3 separate regions of the Mus musculus genome follow, and regions 1 and 3 are each linked to region 2. The links are chromatin contacts, called in public HiChIP or PLAC-seq maps. All regions are on one chromosome and are shown on one strand. The core of a region is the stretch at or near the end of the contact, and the rest is flanking DNA. Distances in the headings are between cores, read along the strand shown. Region 1 holds the start of Chat (choline acetyltransferase). Region 2 holds the start of Parg (poly (ADP-ribose) glycohydrolase). Region 3 has its middle 24 kb from the start of Ercc6.

Region 1 (3,541 bases), core at 928-3,427, 260 kb before region 2:
CTAGCTTTTTTTTAATAGATCTAATAAAGAAACACCTCCTTTACTCAATCATCTTATATGTATCCTGTAGTAACAATTTCTACATTCTGAATGAAAAGGAGAAAAACATGCTTCTATTTTTCCTCCAAGACTGGATAGGAAATTTCCTCTTGCATATGAGTTATGCTCAAATACAGAAGTCTCTGGAAAGGAGTTTGCCAAGCACCAGTATGAGGGAAAAGCCACAGGCACAAAAACACGGCAAGGACTGGCCGGCCCCTGGAAGGCTTCCAGCAGCAAACCGTCCAGCACCACGGACAGTTCCAGCGAGCCACTAGGCCTGGAAGGGAAGTTGTCCTTCTGGCCTGGCACATCTGGGAGAGGGAGCCTTTTGCTGAAGGGGGTCTGTCTTCCCCTGACTGTGACCCCTGTATCCTTCAGATGTAAAAGCTCTGCCTTCTTATTTGGGAGCTAAAGACCTGGAAGAATCCAGCCCATTGCCTTCCTCACTCCAGTTTTTATGCCTCTTGCCCTTACCCTGCCAAGGTGTGCCACACTGCAGATGGAGTGATAGAGGCATAATGAAACACAAAGAAAAGGGAGGTGGCATGAAGACCATGAAGCAGGTCTTAACAGCCTGGAACCAGATGTGCCAGGGCATAAGAACAACTTCCCTGTGGGGGGTGTGATGGGGGCAGATAGCATCTTTGCTGTACCAGGATTGAGGAAGGATGAAGTAAGAGTATACCCATGGCCCTGGCACAGAACAAGTGAGTCCGCATCTTGTCATAGAGGAATGGAGGAGGCGAGAGTTGGGTGTGAGTCCCAAAATGAACTGGCTTCATTCTCAGGAACAGCTAAGGATTATTATGTGGGCTGGAGAGCCAAGAGACGAGGTCTGCAGCTTGCTAGGACTGGGAAGTTTATTTTTTGGAAGATTCTACTGTCTGTTAACCACTAGAGAGAAAACTGCTGCCTCCCGTGTCATCCTGCCTCCTGATTTTACTCAGACGGCGCGACAATATATGAATAAATAATCGTTACCATGTAGGGTGTGGAATACCTCTTTAAAAACCATCAGTGTAGCTTTTGTAGAAAAGTCAGAGGAACCCAGAGTATTCTTAAACTAGAGTGTCTGGAGAGCCAAGCAGGTGACAGAGTACATGGAGCAAGCTGAGGGAAAGCGAGTCTCTGGAGTATGTGCTATGAACAAAGGCAGTGGGATAATATTTAAAGTCGTTTTGCTGCACTTTCAGCAGTGTGAATTTTGGTAACCTCTTGATGAACAGAGGCCAAGTGGGCCAGAGGTAGGGCAACTGTGACTTGCCCAACATTATCCAGAGCCACAGCTGTCCTCATATTTAGGCTTCTTCCCTCATTTTAAGGGCAGCTGGGCCATCACAGGGCATGTGACTGGGCAGCTCTCTACTTAGGTGAGTCTCCTCCTTTCAGGAGTACCTGTGTACGGGGTTGAGAGGTTGGGCTAGACCACTTGAGTGCTGCCTTCTCTCCCTGACTCTGGTCTCTGTCACATCATCTTGCAGCTGGCATAAGAAGAGAAGCCAACTTTCCAGCTCTTTCTGTATCTTCTACCAGCTCGGACAGAGACCAGGCTCACAATGCCTTCCCACTCGAGGGATAAGCCAGAGAGTCAGGATGGCCCTGGTGTCTGTCTGCTCTTCACAAGACCCTCCACTGTGACATGAACACAGGGCAGAGCATGTCACAGCAACAATGGCAAATACTGATGCTTCTCATCATGCGTGTACCACACCCTAAGCTGTAGGTACTCCATTTTACAGATAAATAAAGGGACAGTGGGGGCAGAAGGAGAAACAACGTCTCCCTTGGCACTGTTATCTAGTAAGTGGTAGCTCTGGAAGCCATCCTATTTGTCTGCCTCTGGAGCCCAGATCACGATGTCTCCTTCCCGGGTGGGAAGCCCAGTGGAAGAAGCTAAATCCGAGGCTAGCTTGGGATCTGAAGGCTCCTGTGATTCCGCAAGACAGGGAAAGTCCAATCTCAACGTCACCACCACCTCCAATCTCAGCTGACTGGCATCCTCTCTCCTTCCAGTCTGTGGACTGGAACTCGGGCCTCACGTGCCATCTAGGGTCAAAACTCTTCTGAGGACACACTGGGCCCAACGCATAGGCTGATCTGTTCAGCCTGTCGCCTGCAAATCAGGACGCTCAGCGTGTGCAGCCCTCCCGGAAGGAAGGTGAGCCTTCCTAAGCCTCTACTGACAGCAAAGCTGCAGAGGCCCTGCTGCGTGAGACCCAGAAGCTTCCACGCCACTTGTGAGCCCCACTCAAGACTTGGAGGCGGCCGGGGTGGGGGTGGGGTGAGGAAATGCAGAAAAGTGGGCGGAGGCTCTCAAGAGCAGAGGGAGGGTAAGGTCTGGAGAGAAGAGGGCCAGGGAGGAGTTAGAAAGAGGAGTGGGAGAGTAGAAAGGAAGGGAAAATAGGCGGAGCTGGGGGGGGGGGGGGGAGAGACCCGCGCCCGGAAAGCCGAAAAGGAGAGGCCAGGTAGGGGGAGGTCAAAAAGTGTTAGTTTTGACTTCCAGGACCCTGGGTGCAAAGAACGACTCCTCCTCTCAATACTCAAACCCTTAAAGACTGGAATTAGCTGCTAAGACTTTCTGCCTAAGGGCAGGTGGGTCGGAACCAGACCCTGAAGGCTCTGTACCTTCCCCCTCCCTTCCCGGAGGAGGGGATGAGACGGGCTGGGGGCGGGATTGAGGAAGGGGGTTGCTTGCGCTGTGCCTCTGGGTCCCGGCTGCGTGTTCCAGCTGCGAGAACAGATGGAGGCAGCGCGGCTCACCTCGGGGGCTCCGTGCCCGCTGTGCGCCGAAGTCCAGGCTGAGGAGGAGGTCTAGAGCCCCCGGCTCTCCCGTCTCCCACCAGGCTGCGGGGAACCGGCTGCCGCACCCCTCCTCCCAATTGGGGGAACCTCACCCCTATAGGTCCCAGAACTGGGGGAAACATAGGGCCGGTTCCTTCCACTGCTCACCCATCCCCAGGGGCTTGTCTAGGACTACAGCTCGCCAAGATCCCCTTCCCCTTGCTCCCAACCTGGAAACATCTCGGAAGCGGACCCCTGCCCGGACGCGCCCCGCCCCCGGCCCCCGGCCCCCGCCCCGACGACGTCCTATTAGCATGAGCGACGCCAGTGGCCCGGGCACCACTCGGGGGCCGAGACTCACCGCGTCATAGCCCCAAGTGGAGGGAGAAAAAAAAAAAAAAAGAGAGGCGGCGGTGGAGGAAGAGGCAAGAGCGGACGCGCGGGGAGGGCTGGAGAGACGGCGGGCGGCGGCAGCATGCCCCTGGGCGGGTGCACACGGCCTCTCTGCGCGGCAGGGGCTGCTCCTGCTCTCTCTGGGCACCGCGCGTCCAGTCTCCCGCCTCAGCCCCTCGGCTTGCCGGCCTCCGCGGTTGCATCCGAAACAGCGGCAACTGGTCCCTGGAGCATCTAAGAGCAGCGGCGCCGCGCGGGACAATCCTTGATTTTTTTTTTTTTTTCTCCTGAGCTCGGGGATATGAACCCCACAGCCACCTGAAGC
Region 2 (3,873 bases), core at 641-3,140:
TGAGGTCCAGACCAAATGGGACTACACAATGAGTCCTTGTTTCAAAACAAACAAACAAGAACAACAAAACACCTACTTCAAGTCTGCTTCTTAGTGTTCCCAAGAAAGACAAGAGTCCACTCTGCCCTGGTGTCTGCCCAGCTCTTACACTGCTCACCAATGCATGCTTTCAGCAATGTTCTTCACTCTGCGTAAAGAACAGTAGACTTTTCTCATCCTCACTGACCATTTCTCTCAGGCCTCTCCTAAAAGGCAGGTGTTCCTAAAGGCTCTATCCTTGGCTGCTTTACTGTCAATACTAACCATTGTATGCTAAACCACACTTACAGAGTCCATTATACTTTAACACCAAGAACTCCATTTCTCAAGCATAGGTGTATTTCTTCTGAGCTACAAAAGGACAGGACACGGCATTCCCTCCAGTACGCATCCACTTCTGTTCACTGCTGCCTGCAGCAGGGTCTAAGTGTAAAGCATCCCCCATCTAGACCAACTCCTTTAGTCCTGAGATTTCAACCAGGTTTTCTTTTCCATTTTCCATACACCAAACATATACAGACAGTTCAAGAAAACAAGACTAACCAAGTCCTTGCCTTACCCCGCCCCTTCACACAACTGAACACTCTTTAATAGCCTCTCACTGCCCTGAAAATGTAAAATTCAAGATCCTTAGTACTGTCCACACTTACTCAGCAGAGTAGGATCACTGTCCTAATTCTCTGCAGCCCATCTCTCACCATTCCACCGTTGATTCTGCGCACCCACTGCATATCTGAAGTACCTCTTTACTTTCTTCTCCAGTACTCACAGTAAGTACCAAACCTTCTGGACTACCATAACTAACTTAAGTATACTTAATTCCTACCAAAACAATGGCTCCTTCATGAACAACAACATCCATTACTCTCTGTTACAGGTATTTGACTTGTGCTATTGTTTCTCTCTCCTCACAGATTTCAAGGTACGAAAGAAGAGACCAAGTTCCTCGTGTTCAACATCGTGTGCCAGGGACAAATACAATCCAGCAAGCTAAGGCTAACAGCTCTGCACTCTGGAAGTCAGCTCTCACTGAGTCTACTGCAACAACTTTCTTTACGATTTTTGGAGACTGAAGCGCCCTTCTGCTTCACATACACAACTAGACTTCCTTAACAGGGCAAATTCTCTATCCAAGCTGAGGAAAGTATCCCGGGGAGGTCCGGTAACTACCTGTCCAACAAAGTTTTCCACAACACACATGCCACTAGTAAAACTGTAGCGCCTCTCATTGGAGTGGCATCTAGTGATTGAACATCGGGGTCATCAGAGTGGTGGAAACAAGATCAGTTAGGAGTGACTGGAGTCTCCTGGTCCTCACACTGAAACAAGGACAAAGATTTTTTTTTTCCCACGTACCAAACGAGGTGGCGTTGCCTCTGTGCGGTCCCGCCCGCCCCGAGACGCAGGCTGGCGAGGACGGAGGGACCCTGAACTGGACGGGAGCGTCCTTGGGGTCGAGAACACGCCTCTGCCTGCCAGGGAAGCTCCGGGAGTCCGAGGCAGTCGGCGCAGAAGTTCCAGCGGCGCCCCAGCGGGGCCGCTTCGTGCAGGGCTCCCAGCCGGGGCCCGCACTCATGCTGGGACCCGCAGCACACAGTCCCCGGGCCGGCCCGGGCGGAGAGCCTCATTCACTAACCCGGACAGGGACGGACTGCGCCTCCTTCTCGGCGCGCCGCGCACCATTCCCTCTCCGCAGCGGCCCGCCTGGAGGCTGCCACTCCTCGGGCCTTCGAGCGAGACCCTCGCTGCGCAGCCGCTTGCCTCCGCTCGGCAGCAGGGAGCCCACCAGCCCCGGGACGCGCCGCTTCCACTCGGCTCGAGATCGGGCTCCGGCTCCAGGCTCACTTTCCCACCACCGGAAAGCAGCCGTCTCGCGCTTCCCACTTCCGGGCCGCACACAGCCGTAAAGCGGAAGTGCGATACTTCACGGGAGCCGGCGCCCGGAAGGTCAGCGTGGTGAAGGTGGCAGGAGCAACGCGGGTCTTCCCGCTGTTGCTTGTCGCGGCCACGGCCGAGCATACGTCCCCGGCCTGAGGTGGTGGTGGCGAGCCCACCGCCGTTTGCTGCGACCTCATGGAAGGTGGCGGAGGAAGTAGCAACAAATCCACCAGCGGGTTAGCTGGCTTCTTCGGAGCCGGAGGAGCGGGTTACTCGAACGCTGATTTGGCCGGCGTCCCGCGTGAGTATCGGGCCTCGCCTGCTCCCCTTTCTGACTCCTTCCTGGGACAGCTAGAAATGTGTAACGTTCCTGTCCCTTTTCCTGCTCGCCTTTACGAGATTCACCGCCGGTGATTGGGTTTCAAGGCTGAACGAATTTGGGGGATCGTAAATCCCCGGGAAGCTCTTTTAGTGACCTAGTTTCGAGAGGAAACACAAAATGTCCTCCTCTTTAGTGCCCCGTCCCGTCTTTTCTCGTCACACGCTTTTCTGTATGCTTGGCCCTGTTAGGAGACCCTAGTTCTAGAAATAAACATTCCAAATAACAAGCGCGCTATTAATTTTTTTTCACACGGCTTTTAAATATTTCTAAACCAGTTAGGCGAAAACATTTTTCGTTCTTTGTGCGTGTGAGAGACAATTCAGGAAATCAGAAGGAGCTGGGGAAGCAAACGAAACTTTTAAGAGATTTTTAAACAAGAAAAAAGAGCCAAATTCTGAAAGCGATATAAGCAAATTCAAAGATGCAGAGGCATGAATTCCCAGCCTGTTGGCCCTTCTCAATCACCTAAGTATGTCTTTCAGGCTTTTAATGTTTTGTAATTATGGATATTCGACTGGATAAGTAGAGCTTGGGAGTTAATGTTTAATAACACTTTACTAAAGTGTTTCTTCTTGCTAATCCTCTAAGTAAAACCTTTACACTTAAAAACATTCAGAAAGCCGTTTGATAACCCTAATGTCTGCTGTCAAAACTTGAGTCCAGGACACAATTTATGTGTATCTTAGGATATCTCAGTTGCATAACATGAAGGGCACTACTTAAGGTGAGAGAGTACACATACTACTGAGGAGAGTAACGTGAGGACACAGAAGTTAGTGATAGATGACATGGCAATTGAAATAGGACCCTGAGATGGTGGTGGTGGTGATGGGCCGTGAAGGTTGTTGGAGAACAGGTTAGAGAAAACAGCTTGGGAGTTGAAGTTAGAGCTGTGACCTGAATTTAGCAACAAGTGCTTGAGAGACAGAACAAACCTGCTGTGTTTCTTGAGAAGCTATTGGGTCAGTTTGTCTTTAGAGTTGCAAGGGAATGAACTGATACAAGATTGATTGTAAGAGTTGAGAGGCAAGCCGGGCGTGGTGGCACACGCCTTTAATCCCAGCACTCGAGAGGCAGAGGCAGGCGGATTTCTGAGTTCGAGGCCAGCCTGGCCTACAAAGTGAGCTCCAGAACAGCCAGGGCTACACAGAGAAACCCTGTCTCGAAAAACCAAAAAAAAAAAAGAGTTGAGAGGCAGGAAACAGCAACAAATACAAGCTTTTATAAGCAAGGAAGGGGGGATTAGATTTGATCTAATTGTAGATGAAAGCCATTAGGGCTGATTTCATAATTTCTACAGAGAAAGTGTGTTGAAGGGATAAGAGAAAGTAAGAAATGGTTGGTATGAGATGGGATGCTTGTGTAACAATTGGAAGTCTGAAATAACAGGACTTAAAATTGATCAATAGGCTGGGCGTGGTGGCGCACGCCTTTAATCCCAGCACTTGGGAGGCAGAGGCAGGCGGATTTCTAAGTTCAAGGACAGCCAGGGCTACACAGAGAAACCCTGTCTCGAAAAACCAAAAAAAAAAAAAAAAAAAAAAAAAAGAATTGATCAATAGAATCATGCTTAG
Region 3 (3,742 bases), core at 456-2,955, 290 kb before region 2:
ACTGTGCACAGGAGGGGCTTCTGGAACTCTTCCTCAGTGTACAAAGAGCAGGGGGGTTGGCAATGTGGCCATGTATTAGTCAGGATTCTCTAGAGTCACAGAACTTATGCAATGTCTCTATCTATTAAGGGAATTTATTGTAATGACTTACAGTCTGCAGTTCAACTAACCCAACAATGGGCAGGTGTAAATGGGAAGTCTAAGAATCTGGTAGTTGCTCTGTTTCACGAGGCTAGGTGTTTCAGCTGGTCTTCTGTATAAGCTGGAATCCTGAAGAAGCAGGTTCCAACAGATGTGCTGGCCAGTAAGTGCAAGCAGGTGAAGAGCGGTGAGTCTTCCTTCTTCCATTGTCCTTGTGTAGGCTTCCAGCAGAACGTCTGGCCCAGAATAAAGGTGTGTGCCACCACACCTGGATTTGGAACTTGCTTAGTCCTAGGCTGGCCTTGAACTCAGAAATCTCCTTGCCTCAATCTCCTGGGATTAAAGGCGTGTACCACCTTGCCTGGGCCTAAGCTTTACATGGCCACCATCTACCAAGATCTTCGTCAAGATCCAGGTCAGAAGCCTGTGTCTTCTAGTCTCAGGATCTGGATCACAAGTGTACCCTCCATTTCTGAATTGTACTTCACTCCAGATGTAGTTAAGTTGACAACCAGGGATAGGCATCACCACAGTCAAACTGGTGTTCTGGATCAGGCACCCCCATGCAGCCTGCCAGTGAGCTGAGAGCTCCTAGCTCCACTTTTCTGTTTCTGTGGCTGTTCACCATGGCCGTTCCACATCTGCACCATTCTGGACACTGAGGTCACAACAGCAAATGACAGCACACAATCCCTGCTCTGTCAGATTGTATTAAATGTAATCAGATCAGACAATGACATACACCAAGATAGAAGTGGTAGAAAACCCTGTGACAGAGGGACCATAGCCACTCAGACAGACAGGAGGAAAACTAGATAGCATGCTGAGTGAAAACTGCTGACAGGTGAAGCTTTTGTTGTTTGTTTGTTTGTTTGTTTGTTTGTGACAGATTTTCTCTGTGTGGCCTTGGCTGTCCTAGAACTCATTCTGTAGACCTTGAGTTGGCCTTGAACTAACAGAGATCTACCTGCCTCTGCCTCTAGAATACTGGAAGTTGTACAACACAACCAGCCAGCAACAGGTAAGTGAAGGCTTGATCACTACGAGGAAGCCAACGGGGGAAGAGTGAATTGTGGGTAGAGAGGAACAGAGGTCACAGTGAATTTAATGCCTATCCCCACAATTTCTAGGAATATATTCCGACACCCTAGAGGGTGCCTGTACATTGAGAATGTCTGCCCTTTTTCTTTTTTTGGTTTTTCGAGACAGGGTTTCTCTGTATAGCCCTGGCTGTCCTAGAACTCACTTTGTAGACCAGGCTGACCTCGAACTCAGAAATCCACCTGCCTCTGCCTCCCAAGTGCTGGGATTAAAGGCGTGCACCACCACGCCTGCTCTGCCCTTTTTCTTACAGCAAGTACTTTATGGATTTTCTTTGAAATATTTGAATTGCCAGCATCAGTGTTCTTGGGCTTTGGGGCCATGCCAACCATGCCAACCATCCTGATCACCGAGATGGCCACTGAATGACTAGCAGATGGGTAGTGGATAACAAAGGAACGAGCTATGTCTGGATGGGGCAGAGTAGTATGACATAAGATTTCATTATGCTCCTCAGAATGGCATGCAACCCATGAATTACAGTTTATTTCTGGAAATTGCTACTTAGTATTTTTGGAGCATGACTGATAGTGAGTAATAAATTTCAGGAAGTAAAACCATGGAGATGGGAAGGCATTGAACCTGAGACCTGGGCGAGATGGGATCACACTCAGTCTTGGGGCTTCTCCAAGTCAAGTTTACTATTGCTGTGATGAAACACTACGACCAAGGCACCTTGGATGGGAAGGGTTTGCCTTATGCTTCCACGCCACTGTTCATCATTGAAGGAAGTCAGGGCAGGATCTGAAACAAGGCAGGATCCTGGAGGCAGGAACTGAGGCAGAGGCCATAGGGGTGCTGCTTACTGCCTTGCTCCCCGTGGCTTACTCAGCCTGCTTTCTTATAGAACCCAGAACTGCCAGCCCAGGGGTAACCCTACCCACAATTGGCTGGGCTCTCCTCTCATTAATTAATAATTAAGAAAGCATCTTACAGGATTGCCTACAGCCCAATCTTATGGAGGCATTTTTTTAATTGAAGATTCCCTCCTCTCAGATGACCATACCTTAGGTCAAGTTGGCATAAAACTAGAGTCCTTCTTGTTTGAATATTCTCCTAGACTTAATAGAAAAGCACTGGATGGTTTGGTAAGAGGGATACTATATTTTGATTTTGGAACCTCACACCCCACCACCACCACACCACGCCTGCCCACCTGCCAGAGCATGAGTGGGTGATAGGGGAGCAGCTGGAAGTGAAGCCAGCTGTTTTTGAGGCTACCTGAAGGCACTGTGAGCCTCTATTCCAAATAGCCAAGGATTTACAGAAGAAAAAGCAGCAGTTCCTTTATAAAGCACAGTGTGTGTGTGTGGTGGGGGGAACCAGGCATCGGGCAATAGGAAACAGCCAATGGGGCACGCCCAGATGGATGAGAGGAAAATGGAAAGGCAAATGGACAGCTGAGAAATGTCCTTTCGTTAGCCAGAATATCTCCCCCAAAGATGCAGAGAGCAAGTGTTGACAAAGGGGGAGTTGAGGTAAACAAAGCTCATTAGCTGCCAGGAGCATACATCTGTGACACGGGCGGCTACCAGCAACTCTGCACAGATGTCTAAGCAGTGTTTCGGTCACTGGTCACTTAGAAAAGAGGAAGCAGGATGCAAGCAATATTTTAAAAAGATAAAACAGCTCCATCACTTCCAAGGGCCTCTACCGCTTCACGTGTTTTTTTTTTTTTAATTTTTTATTAGGTATTTTCTTCATTTACATTTCAAATGCTATCCCAAAAGTCCCCTATACCCCCCCTGCCCTGCTCCCCTACCCACTCACTCCCACTTCTTGGCCCTGGTGTTCCCCTGTACTGGGGCATATAAAGTTTGCTAGACCAAGGGGCCTCTCTTCCCAATGATGACCAACTAGGCCATCTTCTGCTACAGAAGAGCAGCTAGAGACACGAGCTCTGGGGGTACTGATTAGTTCATATTGTTGTTCCACCTATAGGGTTGCAGACCCCTTCAGCTCCTTGGGTACTTTCTCTAGCTCCTCCATTGGGGGCCCTGTGTTCCATCCAATAGATGACTGTTAGCATCCACTTCTGTATTTGCCAGGCACTGGCAAAGCCTCACAGGAGACAGCTATATCAGGGTCCTTTCAGCAAAATCTTGCAATACTGTCTGCGTTTGGTGGCTGATTATGGAATGGACCCCCGGGTGGGGTAGGCTCTGAATGGTCCATCCTTTCATCTTTGCTCCAAACTTTGTCTCTGAAACTCCTTCCATGGATATTTTATTCCCTATTCTAGGGAGGAATGAAGTATCCACGCGTTAGTCTTCCTTCTTGATTTTCTTGTGTTTTGGAAGTTGTATCTTGGGTATTCTAGGTTTCTGGGCTAATATCCACTTACCAGCGAGTGCATATCAAGTGACTGCTTTATTTATAATAGCCAGAAGCTGGAAAGAACCCAGATGTCCCTCAACAGAGGATTGGCTACAGAAAATGTGGTACATTTACACTATGGAGTACTACTCAGCTATTAAAAACAATGGATTTATGAAATTCT

Evidence for each region. HiChIP or PLAC-seq counts read pairs in DNA pulled down with a chosen protein or histone mark.
Region 1: a contact with region 2 is called in an H3K4me3 HiChIP or PLAC-seq map of embryonic stem cells, with 18 read pairs. The contact joins the promoter of Chat here to the promoter of Parg in region 2. A contact is called at or near these places in 11 of 39 promoter capture datasets (the 3T3-L1 cell line, the C10 cell line, the HPC-7 cell line and 5 more), 7 of 484 Hi-C or Micro-C datasets (the N1E-115 cell line, differentiating embryonic stem cells, embryonic stem cells and 2 more), 27 of 115 datasets of contacts at active chromatin or transcription factors (the 230-238 cell line, the SCID.adh cell line, T-cell acute lymphoblastic leukemia and 16 more) and 4 of 9 other capture datasets (adipose tissue, embryonic stem cells, liver and 1 more).
Region 3: an H3K4me3 HiChIP or PLAC-seq map of bone marrow-derived macrophages shows a contact between it and region 2, with 4 times the contacts expected there. The contact joins the enhancer-like site here to the promoter of Parg in region 2. A contact is called at or near these places in 8 of 39 promoter capture datasets (the C10 cell line, cranial neural crest, embryonic stem cells and 4 more), 6 of 484 Hi-C or Micro-C datasets (the N1E-115 cell line, embryonic stem cells, extraembryonic endoderm stem cells and 3 more), 31 of 115 datasets of contacts at active chromatin or transcription factors (the 230-238 cell line, the SCID.adh cell line, T-cell acute lymphoblastic leukemia and 18 more) and 3 of 9 other capture datasets (adipose tissue, embryonic stem cells and pancreatic islet).

The regions. Positions count from the first base shown.
Region 1 is chr14:32,464,545-32,468,085 of GRCm38.p6, reverse strand. Chat (choline acetyltransferase) reads left to right here and starts at 2,177. Exons shown (of 16, transcript NM_009891.2): 1 at 2,177-2,279. Slc18a3 (solute carrier family 18 (vesicular monoamine), member 3) reads left to right here and starts at 3,236. Exons shown (of 1, transcript NM_021712.3): 1 at 3,236-3,541.
Region 2 is chr14:32,199,988-32,203,860 of GRCm38.p6, reverse strand. Parg (poly (ADP-ribose) glycohydrolase) reads right to left here and starts at 1,890. Exons shown (of 18, transcript NM_011960.3): 1 at 1,396-1,890. The coding sequence starts at 1,615. Timm23 (translocase of inner mitochondrial membrane 23) reads left to right here and starts at 1,970. Exons shown (of 7, transcript NM_016897.3): 1 at 1,970-2,218. The coding sequence starts at 2,113.
Region 3 is chr14:32,487,889-32,491,630 of GRCm38.p6, reverse strand. No RefSeq gene overlaps it. Among named protein-coding and RNA genes, the nearest start is that of Ercc6, 24 kb to the left of the region's middle. Within about 2 kb of position 1,705, at least 4 of the 459 cell types and tissues checked have an H3K27ac peak or open chromatin away from gene starts, as enhancers often do. A contact at or near this core is called in bone marrow-derived macrophages, where this site is marked.